Linked DNA regions of Mus musculus: region 2 is linked to region 1. Evidence: chromatin contacts called from public Hi-C data. All regions are on one chromosome and are shown on one strand. The core of a region is the stretch at or near the end of the contact, and the rest is flanking DNA. Distances in the headings are between cores, read along the strand shown. Region 1 has its middle 29 kb from the start of Gm36234. Region 2 has its middle 170 kb from the start of Gm46016.

Region 1 (7,598 bases), core at 3,380-5,879:
GCCAGTGAGCTCCAGAAGGTGACATAAAACACGGGCGTCTAACCAGCATCCTGATACCAGTCTGTGTAACAGAAAAGGCACAAAGACTCTAGGACAACTGGGTGCAGGGTTGGGGGCCCCAGTGTGGTCTTTCCATTCATTAACAGAAAACCTATCCATCCCAAGGTTTATGGTAAATGAATGGCATCCCCACCAAGCCAAAAGCCTTCTTCTCAGCAAAGGAAATAATGACCAGGGTGAAGGGAAAACCTGCAGGGGACAGGGTGGGGGTGGCTCTCTTCACAGATCCCATGCGGGATTGATATGTAGAATATGTAAAGAACTCAAGAATAAAACACCAAAATTTCAAATGATCAACTTAATGAATGAGGAGCTGGAGAGATGGCTTAGACTTTAAGAGTACTGGCTGCTCTTCCAGAGGACTTGACTTTGTTCCCAGCACCCAACACAGTGGCTCATAACTGCCTGTAACTCTAATTTCAGAACTAACGCCCTCTCTGGCCTTCATGAACACTGCACACATGGGGTGCACATAAATTCCCCTGGGCACACACTAATACATATAAAATAAATTTAAGAAAACATAATCTCAAACCAATCACGGGCAAATGAACAGAACACAGTTCTCAAAAGAGGCATTAAGAATTCATGAACAGGGCTGGAGAGATGGCTCAATGGATAAGAGCACTGACTGCTCTTCTAGAGGTCCTGAGTTCAATTCCCGGCAACCACATTGATGGCTCACAACCATCTGTAATAGGATCTGATGCCTTCTTCTGGTGTGTCTGAAGAGAGCAAAAGTATACTCATATGCATTAAATAAATAAATAAATAAATATTTTTTTAAAAAAAGAATTTGTGAACAGTGTTCAGCATCCTTTACCATCAGGGAAATGCAAATCAAAGCCACAATGTCAGTATCTCTCACCTTAGTCAGAATGGCTATCATAATAAATAAATACATACATACATACATACATACATACATACATACATACATACATAAGAATGGCCTCTCCCATCACCCCTCACCACCTGCATGAGTCGAGAGAGCTGACCCAAGGTCATGAGAGCAAGAGATCCGGCCCTGCTCCTCCCTGGGCAGCACAGTGGAGCTGGCCCTAATGGCAAAGGCATGGGTGAGCCAGCCCCAAGGATGTGTCTGCAGGAGAGCGGGCACAGCCCCTTGCTGGCTGTGGCATTAGAGGGGCTAGTTATCCAGGGCAGTGCTAGAGAGCTTGTCCTGGTTGTGTGGGTATAGACTGAACTGGCAGGCTGACCCACTCGGCTACCACCCAGGCCCAGATCCACGACTTTGAGTTGGGCCACTCTAAAGTTTATCTCATCTATGATCTGCTAGCATGTGAAAGGGCCGGTCCTTCAGATCCAAAGCTGCAGGACCTCCATGACACAGGACAAGCAAGAGGAGTGCCAGTGAGAATCCAGTATGGACAGTGTAGCAGAGGCCAGAGTCCTCTAACCAGACCAACGACTCATTGCAATGAACATTTGCAAGTAAAGATGTGTGGACAGAGGGGTGCGCTGTGGGACACACTGTGACACACTACAGCTTCCATGATGAGATGTTTTCTATGGTCTGTTGTTGTTGTTGATTTATTTTTATTTCTTATGTAAGGGAGATTGCAAGGGCAAAGAACAGATACAAAGGGACCGGAAATGGGTGGGACTGGAATGCATGCGGTGAAACTCTCAAAGAATCAATAAAAAGTTTTTTAAAAAGAAAAAAGAAACTAACAACATTAAAAAGGAAGGAAGGAAGGAAGGAAGGAAGGAAGGAAGGAAGGAAGGAAGGAAGGAAGGGAGAAAGAGAGAGAAAGAGAGAAAGTCTAGCAGCAAAAATTCCAGTGAGAATATGGGGAAAGAGGAGACATTGTTCACTGCTGGCAGAAATTTAAATCAACACATCCACTATGGAAATTAGAATGAAAGTTAAAAATAAAAAACAAATACTGATATAGTAAAGAATGAAGTTTAATCCAGCTGTGGCACTCCTGGCTAGACACCTGAAGGAATGAAAGCTAGTGTACATTCTTGCCCACTGTGACACCATCCACATCAGCCAATATGAGATCAGATGACTAATTTTTTAAACATGGTATATTATTCAGCCCTGAAAAATGAAGTCGTGTCATTTACAGGAAAATGAAGGAAGCTAGAGATGGTCATACCAAGCAAAACTAAGCCAGACTCAAAAATATGTTGCATGTCTTATAAGCAAAATCTATATTTTTTTAAAGACATAAAAGTAGAAGGGGGTGATCAGTTACAAGCTCCCAGGACCTACTGTCCCTGGGACACATTTTGCTGCCCCACAGCATCTGACCAAACACTGAACAGCAGTGGGTACAGAGACTCATGACAGTTCAAGGCACTCATAAGTGATGGTTGAGTGTTCAGTCCTAAACAGAACATTTATCACACAGACACACACAGACACAGACACAGACAGACACAGACACACACACACACACACACACACACACCTCAGGTAACACTGAGGCTGAGAACAGAACTTAAGACCAGGAGAAGGACTGGGAAATGCTGGCTTTGGGACATGGCACAACCTTCGTGACCTCACGCACCTGTGAATGACAGTACTGTGAAGGCTGTCCCTGTGGACAGCTGATCGGAGGTCAGGGAGGGGCCCTGGGGGCCCTACATTGTTAGACTGCAAAGCTGATTCCCAGCCATGCTCTGCCCACAAGATTAGCGTAGGACAATAGTTGAAAGAGCACTGGGTCCCACTGAGCCTCTCCTCTCCCGCTAGCTATATATTCTAGAAACGGTCCAGACCATCCACTCCATCTCTAGCACAGCCCCACACCATATGTAAAGGAAGAAGCACAGAGGAGGGACCAGCTCCCACACACGCCCTGTTTGTATTGAAGACAGAGACCCACATGGTCAGATAGAGCTGCCTCTTGTCTTCCATGGTCATAATGGAGGAGAGGACCAACCCTCCCCTGTTGAGGGTCACCTGTCCATCATCTTCATTACCTTCAGATTCCCCAAAGATGGAGACACATTTTAATCTAGCAATGCTGTCCCGTAAGCTAGTCAATTAAGGGGCCTGGGGAGATGGACAGGTGTTTTCTAGAAAAGCACTCCTGTCCTGCTCAGGGCCAAGATTGCCAGTAAAGGAAGAAGAGATAGCCTCTACCCAGCAAGCTCATGCCGAATCTAGAGAGAGGAAATCTAAGTAGCAACGACAGACACCCTGTGGACAGAAAGTATGGCTTCAGAGGACCCCTGAGCTGTGGGCACCTACACCTGTGTTCACTGGGGCAAACAAACAACGCATCCTTTAACATTCCAACGTGTGGAATGAATTCTCTACCAAACATCACTTATCACTTAAAGTTCAAGGATGGCTCTAGAGATGAGTTCATTCAACAGCCCACAGCCTAGAGGGGCTTGGGGGGAGCTGGCTGAAAAGCCAAGGGTTGGACTTGCCCCACTCTGGAAGAGGGAATGCTATAGAGAGCTCAGATTCTGGGATTGGCACCAAGCCCCCCCCCCCCTCCCCGGCCCCAAACACACACAGGAATGAACCAGTGGGGAAGTTCTGCTTTGGCCTGAGGCAGGGGTGAAGGGACCGGAAGCAGCTGAGCAGTGATTAAATACATTAACTGCCCTAAAAGTCGAGAGACTACCCTAGAACTCTGTTCTTAGTTCGCCATCTTTGCAAGGGCAAAATAAACGTACTTTTCAAAACTATAAATGAAGACAGGGTCCCCTCACACAGCACAGAGCCCACCGTCCCCGCTACACTCCCTACTTTCTTCAAGATGTATCGGGATGATACTGGATTCGTCTGTGACTCCATGAGGGTAGAGTTCAGAGGCCCCGGGTGTGCCTGTCCTTTACCTGAGAATGTGGAATGGAGGAAGATGCCCTAGGCACACATATGACCACCACTGACAGAAAGTCCATTGAACCCCAGTAGGCCCTCAGCTTCCTCCTGAGTAGAAAGACCAAGCCTGGGCTTTAGAGATCCTTCGCTTCCATTAATAATAATGGGATGTAATACTGGCAATGTGCCTGTGATTTTCTGGGTAACCTCAACTTCTGTCCCCATTGTCTGCAGGGCCACCACCCCTCAGCCATGAGTATGCCCTCCTGCCTCAGGCACTGTAAGGTATCTGCGCTCCTATCCATTGAGAAGCAGATTGGATCCACTCCAAAACTGTGGCTCTCTGTCCAGTCCTCAGAGAACACTTCTATTTTGAGGGAGTTTAATTTGAGTCCAGTCAGAATCACATGGGATGGGTTTGCCTCAAACATGCTAAGATGCAGGCAGCTGCTCAATTAAAAAAAAAAAATTTAAAAATCCCCAAATAGCCCTTGTTCTTTTTTTTTTTTTTTTTTTTTTGCATTTTTATAAGTTCTTTGAAAGGAAAAAGAGAAAAAGAAAGATGGAGAAATGCTGAGTTTCTCCCTCCTCCACATGACCCCCCTCCCCCTGGTGATAAGAAAGACCCAGAGTAGATGTGAACAGGAGGAGAGGAGAAACCCAGCTGGGCTTTTGCAGGGCCCCACCCCACCCACTGCAGGCAACTGTGGTTCCCTCTGGTTCTGGTTTGGAGAGAAAAGAGGAGTCATAGCGTTTGCTCCCCCGGATCCTGGGAAGATGGCCAGCCCTGTACTGTGCTGGTACCCACAGGCTCAGCACTGCTGGGTCTTGGAGACCCACAGCTGGAACCCACCAACCAGGTCACCTGCTGGGGAACAGGATGAGAACAAAGAACCACCCCCCTGGCTTGATCCTTTTGTTTAAAACCCACCAGCCCCCACCACAGGGTCAGCCTCTCCCTTTTTCAAGGGATAACTATTTGCCTGCAAGGTACCCTTACAAATCCCCACATCTCCTCACTCCACAGTTCAAACTAGGTCTCCAAATTGGCACTGCTGGGATGTTAAGCACTGGAAAATTCTGGATGACCTTTTATTAACATTTTCTAAACCAATATGTGTTAGTAGGATGTGTTTTGTTGCTGGGCCGGGTGGGTTATTTATTTATTTATTTACTTTGCTACAAGTACCCAGAGGAATTATGAAAAATACTTGGTTTCTGTAGTTTATCCCATATGCTCTTAATAGGCTCACAAATATAATACCATTATAAAAAAGAAAAACTGCCAAGTCTGCTAAAAAAATTGTCATAACACTAAATTATTATATAAATATAAAGGGAGTGTGTCTGTAAAATATTCAGTCAATGAACATCCCTAGGTGATGGTTTCACAGTGTTGTTTTTATTCCTGGGAGATCCATAACGCATTTGGGCTTGCCACGTGTCACCACGTGAGTCAGGCAGTTAACGCGTGTGCTTTTCAGAAGGGTGTCTTCCCCATAGAACGAGCTATAAAAAAATGGAGAGATCCTGTTGCTTTGTGTGATAGGCATAATTTAATGTCTTGCTTATAACACTGCATCTTAAGGAAAAATACATACTGTCCTATGTAGTTATTTACAATATATTGCTAAGTCTATGCAAATGGGTTTCCCGAGCCCAGGATTATATAACAAAGGTCAACAATGTTTGAAATATTTCGAAGCATATTCCCAGTATGCTCAGGGTACATGGCTAATGTCCGATATATGCACATATATCTTAATATATTTCCAGATATTTCTGTGCGTTGTTCTTCCCATAGCTTCCCACGGAATACCGTTAAGGGGGGGGGGGGGGGCGTCCGGCTTTCTGAAGAGAGCCAAATGTTGCTATCCATCTTGGAAAAATTTATTAAAGTGGCTAATTATGCGGTCCTTAGTATTGAATTAGTGAGGAGGTTCCGTGACACCGCTGCAGGAGTAGGGAAGCAGAGCCATTTCCTTGGTACCGAAGTGAGACACTCAACAAATGAGAAGCCAAAGGCTCATCTACGAGGCCTTAGATTTTGGTCACAGATTTCCAAATCAGGCATTGCATGTGTGTATGTGTGTGTGTGTGTCTGTCTGTCTGTCTGTCTGTCTGTCTGTCTCTGTGTCTCTGTGTGTGTACATGTGTGTGCTTGTTATTATAAGGTGTACAACAGACCCATGAGCAAACACACATACACATACACTAAACTCCTTCCAAATACTAAAATGTCATTATATTTTTAAGGTTTTATTTATTATTCTTTTTAACTCTGTGCGTGCATGTGTGCAGGGGAGGGGTGCATATGAGTACAGGTACCCGTGGAGGCCAAAAGTGTTAGATTCCCTAGAGCAGGGGTTAGAGGCAGTTGTGAGCTTCCTGACATGGATGCTGGGACTCAGATTCCAGCCTTCTGGAAGCCCATTGGCACAGACTTCTGACCCCCAGCCACCTCTCTAGCCCTCATTCTTATCTTTTTTATGGGAATTATTTGAATTATTGAGGAAAAACTGACTGTTGCATGAGGGTGAGAAAGGTTTACACAAAGCAAACCTCCTAGACCCAAGTCCTGCCCCAGAGAGGATGTGAAAGAGAGATCTGCTTGTCTCAAGGTGTCTAGACTGAACCCTCAGAGCTGCCCTCCATCCCTGCTCCCTGTATAATCGCCAAGTTGAATGTAGTAAACACCACCAGGAAAGAGTCCAGTAGAAAAGATGCTCACCCCTGGAGTATGGTCCAGGCTAGACGGGTCATCTGCCTTCTCATTGCTGACACACTGTGCAGCATCTCATCTCTGGACCACCACATCAGCTTTAAGTTGTCCTGGTCTTAAAGGCCTTCAAAACTCCAAGGCAAGCCAGGCATGATGGCTCACTTCTGAAATCCCAGAATGTAGGAGGCTGAGGAGGGAGGATCATGACCAGTCTGGACTGCATAGCGAGTCCATAGCTGGCGTGGGCTACATAAAGTTGTCAAGGCAAGGCTGGGCTACATAGCAACATCAAAGTCAACATGGGCTTCCTTAGCAAGTTCCAGACCATCATAACCTCCACAGTGAGTTTCAGGCAAAAAAAAAAAAAAAAAAAAAAAAACAACATATGAGGGAAACTTAAGGAGGCTCCACAGTTAAGGATGCTTGAAGCATCCCCAGTTGCCTCCCATGACCTACACACACACACACATACACCTTTTTTTCTTTTAATTTTTAAAGCTCTTAGCTAGACAAATTCCTTGAGCAGCAGAGAGGGCTCAGGGAGTCCAGGACCCTTGCTGAGAGGCGAGAACTGGCTTCTGCAAGTTGTCCTCAGCCCTCCACGCACTCTCTGTGCCACATCCAAGCCCTCGCACAAGTGAACACAAATATAAACAAATACATGTCATCTTTAAATCCTTAAAGCACAAAAACGACTTCCAAGGTAAAACCTTCTGATGAATCCATTGACCAAACCCTTTGCCCACTTCGGGCCGTAGGAGCCCAGCTGGATGTGGTGATGGATCAGGGTCCTTTCAAGAGACTCCATTTCCGCATCATCAGTAAAGCAATCGCAACCTGGCTGCTGAGTCCTTTGCAAGGGATGGGATTGGTGGGCCCAGACTTTCTCTAAATAATGTCTTGCAGCCTTGTTCCCACAAAAAATAGTGGTGTGGAACCTTCCGGAACAGTGTTCCTGGGATAGCTAATCTTGGGTAGCGACTTGACATACCTGGGGAGAAA
Region 2 (7,598 bases), core at 4,219-6,718, 440 kb before region 1:
CTAAATACAACATAAACTCTTGGAATTATGCAGCAATGTAAAGAGGGAGACTGGGAGAGCCCAGGCTAATGTAAGTAGGGAGATGAGCAGAATACTTGAGATGTCCTTTTGCCATCTTGCTTGAAAATGCCACTACCCTTGGCAGGACCCCCTAACTATGGTTTCTGACAGCAGAGCATATCAATTCCCAATTCTGATCCTGTTGCACACCGTCTTTCTGTTGCTGTGACAAATTACTGGAGAAAATCTACTCGAAGAAAGAAAGGTTCGGTCTTCAGCCTCCAGCCTGCTGGCTGTGCTGTTCCTGAGTGAGGTGGAGGTCCACAGAGCATGGACTTGGTAGAGATGCGTACTTCCTGGGAGCCAGGAAGGGAAGGGGACAGAACAAGATGAAAGAAAACAGAAAGGGGGAAGAGGAAAGAGATAAAATATCCTCTTCAAGGGCACACACCCAAAGACCTACTTCCTCCAGGGATGCATCACCTTCCAGTACTCCGTGCTCTGAGAATCCATCATCAGCTGAGTCTTGATGATGGCAGAATCCTCATGACCCAGTCTCTTCCAGAGGCCCTACTTATACATTGGAGACCAAGCTTTCAACACGTGAGCTTTCTGCAGGGGACACACTGAAGAATCAAGTCATGGTATCAGCATAAACAGACAGAAGGCATCTTACGTGTGTCCAAAACTCCTCTTCTCTTCTTTCAACAGTAAACCTATGCTAACTTTCTTTCAAAAAGGCCAGTTGGCACACTTGGTAAAATGGCCACGAGCCTGGATAAAGGATGGGAGATCCCATCAGCGGGAGTCACCTGTGCTACCTTGACCATTCCTCTGAAATGCTCTGAAAACCGAACAGGAAAGAAGACAACCTTAGTTTTAAAGAGCCTCCTGGAACCTTTGCCTCTGAGGTAGGGATTCATGACACGAGCATTTATACTTGGTTTCAAGCCAGAGCAGAAGAGCAAGGTTCATGTGCTTTGTATAAGAGTGTCCCAGCACCTTGCCACAGACAAGGCTAGCTACATTCGTGTCAACGCTTAATCATCAAATGGCAATATTCCCTGACAGTCAAGAGCTTGGCTGCTGGATTCAGGCTGTCTGCACTGCAAGCCAGGTCTGCCATCTAGGTCTAGTTCAGCCAGGATAAAGGATCAGGATCCAGTAACAGGACAGTTAGCTTCTCTGTGCCCCAGCTCACCACTCTGATGCAGGAGATTCATAATGGCATCTTAGCCCAGAGCATTATTTGGGAAATTAATTGTGCTAGCTTGGATGACACCCCTGGAAGAGTACCTGACACCAGGTTAAACATGTGTTATCATGTTTCCTGGACGGTGGTACCTCCCAGTCTACAAAGGCCGTCAGTCATCACTGGCCCATTCAGTAACTGCAATGATGTAAGGGGAACTCTCCTGTATCCTCCCTGCTCTCTCACTCCACAGAAAACTCAGGGATGGCAGAAGGATGCTGGCTTGTTTAAAGGATGAAGAACATATATTGTAACTAAGTTAGGAGGGGTTCTTTGCCCTCTGTATTTAATGTAGGAGTTCTAAAGAATAATGGAAGAAAAAGTTAGAATCTGGTTATCATTGTTTTTGTCGTTTTTGCTGTTTTGAGATAGTAGCTCATGCAGCCAAATCTGACCTCAAACTTACTGTGTAGCTAAGAATGACCCTCAGTCCTTCTGCCCCCACTTTCCAAGTGTTGGGATTTACAGGCAGGCCATGGCAGCTGGCATATAGTTTGACTCTTCAGCATTTCCCAAAGTCTTTCTGTTAAAGGGTCAGTGCCCATGTGGCACTATTAGGTGAGACCACAGGAGGTGGGTCTCTCCTTTTCTTTGCTGTGGTTTCCTGGTTGGCTCAGAATGGAGCAGTTTAGAACCCATGGAAGAGAGGTCTCAAAGCAATGGGGTCATCTAAGCAGGACAATGGGATTATATTATCAGGACAATGAGAACATATGACTATGCAATGATATCAACTAATTAAAACAAAGCGATCATCTGATCAAGAAATTGGCATTATATGACCAGGCAATGGTATCACATGATCAGAAAAATGGCATCCTATGATCAGGACAATGGCATCATATGACTAGGCAAGAGCATCATCAGATCAGAACAATGACATCATATGATCCGGACAATGGGATCATCTGATTACAATCTAAAACCTCTTCCAAAGCCAAGAGCCAAAATAAATCCTTCTCATAATTTGACTCAGATACTTGTCATAGTCACAGAAAGCAGAGTAGTAATTCACGGGCCTGTCCCACAGTTGCCAAGTTTTCTGTTGCTCATGGTTCAGCGGTCACAGGTCACCTCTCAGTGGCTCTTTAGCTTCTGAGCTGGAGGGAGGCAGCATCATAGTGAAGAGAGACAGTGGAGGAATGGAGACACTCACCACATAGTGACCAGGAAGCAGGAAGAGCAAGGGGAGAAGAAACCCTCCTAAGTGACCCACTTCCCCCCACTAGACCCCAGTGATGAAGTCAGAGCTACCACAGGGGAATCACTCTCGATGGCAGGATGTACCAGATGAGGATGAAGTCTCCATCAGATAAGCCTTTTGGGGGGGGGGAACATGTATATACAAGTTTTAACAGGGCTCTCTCCATCTCAACAAACTTAAGACAGTCCCCCCTACACACATACTCAGGCTCTGCTCAACCAAAACTGGAATTAGAAAATTCATGACCCACGGATTTCTTTTCTTTTGCCATGAATTTTCCTGAGGACTCTAATCCACACTGACATCCTCCAGGCCTGAATTATTTAGGGCATGACTAATAATAATAATTTATAAACAGCTCTCTTCAAGTGTCTGTCACAGCGGTTTTAGGCAGACAGTATGGCATCCATTTTGTGAAGAAGGAAACTGAAGGACAGGGCATTTGGATTACGTATCCAAACTTCAGAGTGAATAAGCCTTCTAATAATGCGGGTTGGGCTAAACTCAAAATGTTTGCCTTCAGTGATTTCATAACTACTGTTGGAACCAACATTAAAACATTAATAACTTCTTTTTTAAAATATCTATTTTAGTTTACATTATGTGCATGAGCCTTTTGCCCGCCTGTATGCATGCATTTATGTATGCATGTATGCAAGTAAGTATGCATGCAAGTATGTACGTATACATGTATGCATATGTGTATACATGTATGCATGTATGTATGCAAGTATATATGCATGCATGTGTGCATGCATGTATGTATGTACACCATATGAGTGTGGTGCCCATGAGATCAGAAGAGCACATGAGATACTCTGGACTTGGAAGTACAGGCAGGTGTGAAATGCAGTGTGGGTGTCCGGAACCAATCTGGGTCTTCTGCAAGAAGAGGAAGGGCCCTTGACCATTGAGCCGCCTTTCCATCTCCCATTAATTATTTCTAGTTAATTCCTGGAAGTAGGAATCAGGTGGAGGAAATATCGTGCCTCCTCATCTGTGGCCACCATGAAGATGTGTTTAATGGAGCCTGCTTGTTATCCTCATCAGAATTAGTAGTCTTCAGTCGGTGAAGGAAGAATATAGACAAGAAAAAAACCTCTAGATAGGAAACAAGAAGCCAGGAGATCCCTCGCCTCCTTCTCGCTCACGACCATGCCCAGGTGGAAATCACAAGGACACAAAGGTGTGACTAGAAGTGAAGAAATGGGTGTGTGCTCATTTTCCAACTAAATGACTCTCAGTGTCGCAGTAATGTTTGATGTTCTGTTGTTACCTGGGATCTTTCAGAGGTCTGGAAGAAACACGGAACCTGTCCAGTCCAATGGGACATGAAATGTCTTCCCTTTATCTAGGCACAATGCACACCTGAGACTAAGAAATAAACAAACAAACAAAAACGAATCATGAATTCAAGGCCAGCCTGAGCTACAATGAAGAGATGCTACCTCAAAGAATCAAAGCCAAAGCCATAAAAGAGCTTCTCTCTTGCAGGTATTATAGTACACAAATCATAGAAATTCCCTATACTCATGAACTGCCCTTTACAGCCCATGAAGTAGATTCTCGCATATCTTGTTGTAACATTAGCATATCCCAAGTCTAGACACGCCCCTCGATAAACTACAGAGCTTCGCAGGCTAAGTACTCACCGTTCAAACTTGATTTTCAGAGATCTCAGTCCACACTGGCCATTTCAACCTGAGGAATACAGAGGGATGGATGTAGTGTATAGGTCTGATCTACCATACTATGACCTCCCCAGTGACTGGCTGCATCTAGAGAGTCAGAACTTAACCACAAGCCGCCCAGAGCTGTCAGTCCACATCCAGTGTTGCCATCCTGCTTTGGTGCCCCTGTGTAACTAGAATTCCTGGAAGATGGAGACAATTCTTTGCGCCTTGTCTGTGTTCCCCAAACATGTCCAAAGCTATTCTGGAGATGTAACACCCCTCAAATTTCAGTAATATTCTCCCTCTTAAAGAGAGTCTTTCTGCCTGTTGAGCCCACACCAAGCAGGCTCATCTCCAGTAAGGCACAGCAGCCGGCAACCATAGACACCATGAAGAAATATGGAGTCTGAGACCATCAGCTGAGAGTCACGGAACTGATTCCTCTATCCACACCACCCACTTATCATTTCACTTCCTTCCTTGAACTTGGGACATGGTTCAGTCACAGGGATCAGAGTTCGTCCATGCTTCTGTCCATGGGCTTTGGATAGATTCCGGTGGCCATGGGAATCCCCTCTCGGTCCCAAGACGGTTATTGCCACCCCCGACCTCTCCATCGGAAGCATCAACCATCAACCTTTTAGACCGATGCCAGGATTTAGCCACATAAAATACCTTTGCTTAGCAACCTCTCATGGTGTGATATGGGTGAAACCAAGCTGTATGGCTGTGATTGCAAAGAGCAATGGGGCAGGGTTAAGAACCTGACCCAAACATGCAGCCTGTCCCAACACAAGCCCAGAGGCAAGCTCAAAGAGTCTCTACTCCCACTTCCTGACCTAACCACTAGACTGGGCTCCTACCGCTTTACGAAAATGATTTGTTTTTAATTAAAATAGGAGCATAAATTATTTTTATCCTTATATTATTGGGTGGTAAGTGAATTCACAGTAACTCGTTGGATTTTTTTTTAAATCTATTTTAAATATAAACACACTGCCATATTTTCTGTGGGTTTGAAAGCTTATGTTAAGTTTGCAAATAAGTCAACTTCACAAAGATAACATCTTTCCTTAAAAAACGTGTTGCAATCTAACGGCATGCAACTGAAAATTAACATCTTATTAAGAAAAATGCATGAATCCTCCCTGTGTTGCAAAGGTCCAGAGGAGGTTGGGGTCCTCGCCTTCCTCTGGGACCAGAATCACTCACTAGGCAAGCTATACCCTGACGCCGTCTCCTTCATTCCAGTTATTCTCTGCAGCCCAAACATGCCTCCCATGCCACAGAAAACTGCTGTTTTATTCTGGGTTGTGCTTAACTCTCTTTTTGAGTCCACCTCCTTACACATCTGACAGATGCAGCATTCACAAGGGAGCCTGAATCAGTCTGGTCCACCCTGAAAAGGTGCTGTCTGTGGCAGCTGCGTATGACCGCCCTGTGATTCTCAGCCCTGTTGTCTGTCTCTGTCTGTGCTTGGGAGGATCCAGGTAAACCTCTGTGAGAATTTTAATAACCAGACCTCAGGTGGCCATCACAACAGCCTCTCGGTGACGGGGACATAGCACAGGGCTCCTAACCCATTACAAGGAAAATAAAAGCCCAAGGCCACAAAGGGCTGAGAATCATTTGGAGACATAATGAGAGTTATCTGTGCACAGGTCCCCAGGCAAATCTTTCTATTCTTGTTCCCTCTCTGTCCTCTTCTCTAAAGAGTAGCTTAGGAGCCCAGCAGACTAACCCAGAGCCCCAGCTCTTTCTCCTGTCCCTGTGTGACAAATGCTTGCAGCCCCACACTGACTTGCAGCAGGGCATGGGGTGAAGAGGGCGGGGTCTCCAGGTATGCCACACACAAGCCTGTTTTTACTCTGCCCCCAGGCCCACGGGTCTTCAGACACCTCACCAAAATAAAAAATACTCTCATAAATTCAAAAAGGGGAAAGCTGTCAAAACCTGCATGAGTTGTTTAAATACCATGAATAAGAACAAGCAACAATAGGGACATCAATGAAGATGTGTCTCCTTCAGACTTGGCCACGTGCCACCCGATGCAAGTTCCCCCACCAAGCACTGCTGCTAGGGAGGGAGTGGAGCTCACCCACCTCTTCTCCACAGCCCCTCCCCAGGAAAGAATTTCTGACAAGCCACTCAGCTAGCATTCCCCACCCCATCTCCTTTCATTTGCATCCTCATTAGAATAATACGATTTCACAAAGTAGGTGGGGGTGTGAGCCGGCACCATTTGGAAGAGGAAATGTTGAACTTCAGACTCCATGGCAGGAACAGTCCCACGGGGAGCCAGCTCAGGTCTGGCACACACTGCACCTTCCACACTCAGCCGGAGCTTGGAAGGACATTATAACTAGGACCATATGAGGAGCTTCAGCGTTGACCCAAACCAGAAGAGGGCCTATTTGCTTTTGTTTTCCAAAGGGACCTTGGCATCAGAAGAAGGGTTAAAAGAACATGTTTTCACAGAGGATGGGAAAATGTTGCCTTTTGCTTGGTTTTCTTAAAGATGCTGGCGCTTGGCTGAGAACTACCACATGCCAACTTTTGGAAGTCAGTCCAGAGTGGAGTCGGACTCTATAGCCAGTGTTTTCAGGGTGCCTGCTGTTGGTTTCTGTTATGTTTTATCTGTCGTTTGTTTTTAGAGTGTGCATCTATTGAATAATACCTTGTAAATATTTCTGGTCACTTGAAAGCACAGGATAAATAAGGCAAAGTGAGTTTCCCTTGCATCTCAAGCTGGTTTAGATTTGTCTACTCCGGGTGGGTGGGTAGAGTTTCTTTTATTTCTTAAAAACCTGGAAAACCCTATGAAGCCACCCCACCCCACCCTACCCCCACCCCACCCCACCCCCCCAAAAATCCCTCAGCATATTTTCTTGTAATTGCTTAACTGGTTTCTACGTCAAGGGAGGCGGCTGCTATTCACTGTAAAGACATAGAATAAACATTTCAGAACAAATTCAGGAAGGACAGACTTGGAGTTAAGGAAGCAGAGACGTGGGGCAATATGATGACTTCTGCATGATTTTGAAATGAGTTAAGCTCCACAGAAGTTCCTTCTGGCATTTTCTAGCGCATCTTGGTGAACTAGATCTCCAGAAATTAACAAGCCTAAAGGAGAGGGGGAATATGGATAAAGAAAATGGTCCCCGGTAGCATTTCGGGTTTGGGTGGGCTTGCCAGGGGCAGAAAGGGGCTGTGCTTGGGATGGTGCAGGAAAAGAAAAAGAATGTGGCCTTCTGACAGGATTGCACTCTCACCCCAGGTCCCCTGTCCCGCACGCGCTAAGGGCTTCCCCACACGGTGTGGCTCTGGTGTTTTGCTATCCTCTAAACACAGCATATTTTTGTACACAGGATAACATTTCAATTTTTCATAGAAATGGCAAATCTGCAGAAGTGGCGGCTGGCAGGAGGGAGGCTAAGCCTCTTTAGAAACTATCCTTTATGCACCCAAA

The links. Hi-C and Micro-C count contacts between places; a contact is called where the count stands out from the background.
Region 2: a contact with region 1 is called in a Hi-C map of cerebral cortex, with 5 times the contacts expected there. The contact joins two enhancer-like sites. A contact is called at or near these places in 11 of 484 Hi-C or Micro-C datasets (cerebral cortex, cortical neurons, differentiating embryonic stem cells and 5 more) and 1 of 115 datasets of contacts at active chromatin or transcription factors (neural progenitor cells).

The regions. Positions count from the first base shown.
Region 1 is chr7:35,890,527-35,898,124 of GRCm38.p6, reverse strand. No RefSeq gene overlaps it. Among named protein-coding and RNA genes, the nearest start is that of Gm36234, 29 kb to the left of the region's middle. Within about 2 kb of position 4,629, at least 6 of the 459 cell types and tissues checked have an H3K27ac peak or open chromatin away from gene starts, as enhancers often do. A contact at or near this core is called in cerebral cortex, where this site is marked.
Region 2 is chr7:36,332,916-36,340,513 of GRCm38.p6, reverse strand. No RefSeq gene overlaps it. Among named protein-coding and RNA genes, the nearest start is that of Gm46016, 170 kb to the right of the region's middle. Within about 2 kb of position 5,468, at least 9 of the 459 cell types and tissues checked have an H3K27ac peak or open chromatin away from gene starts, as enhancers often do. A contact at or near this core is called in cerebral cortex, where this site is marked.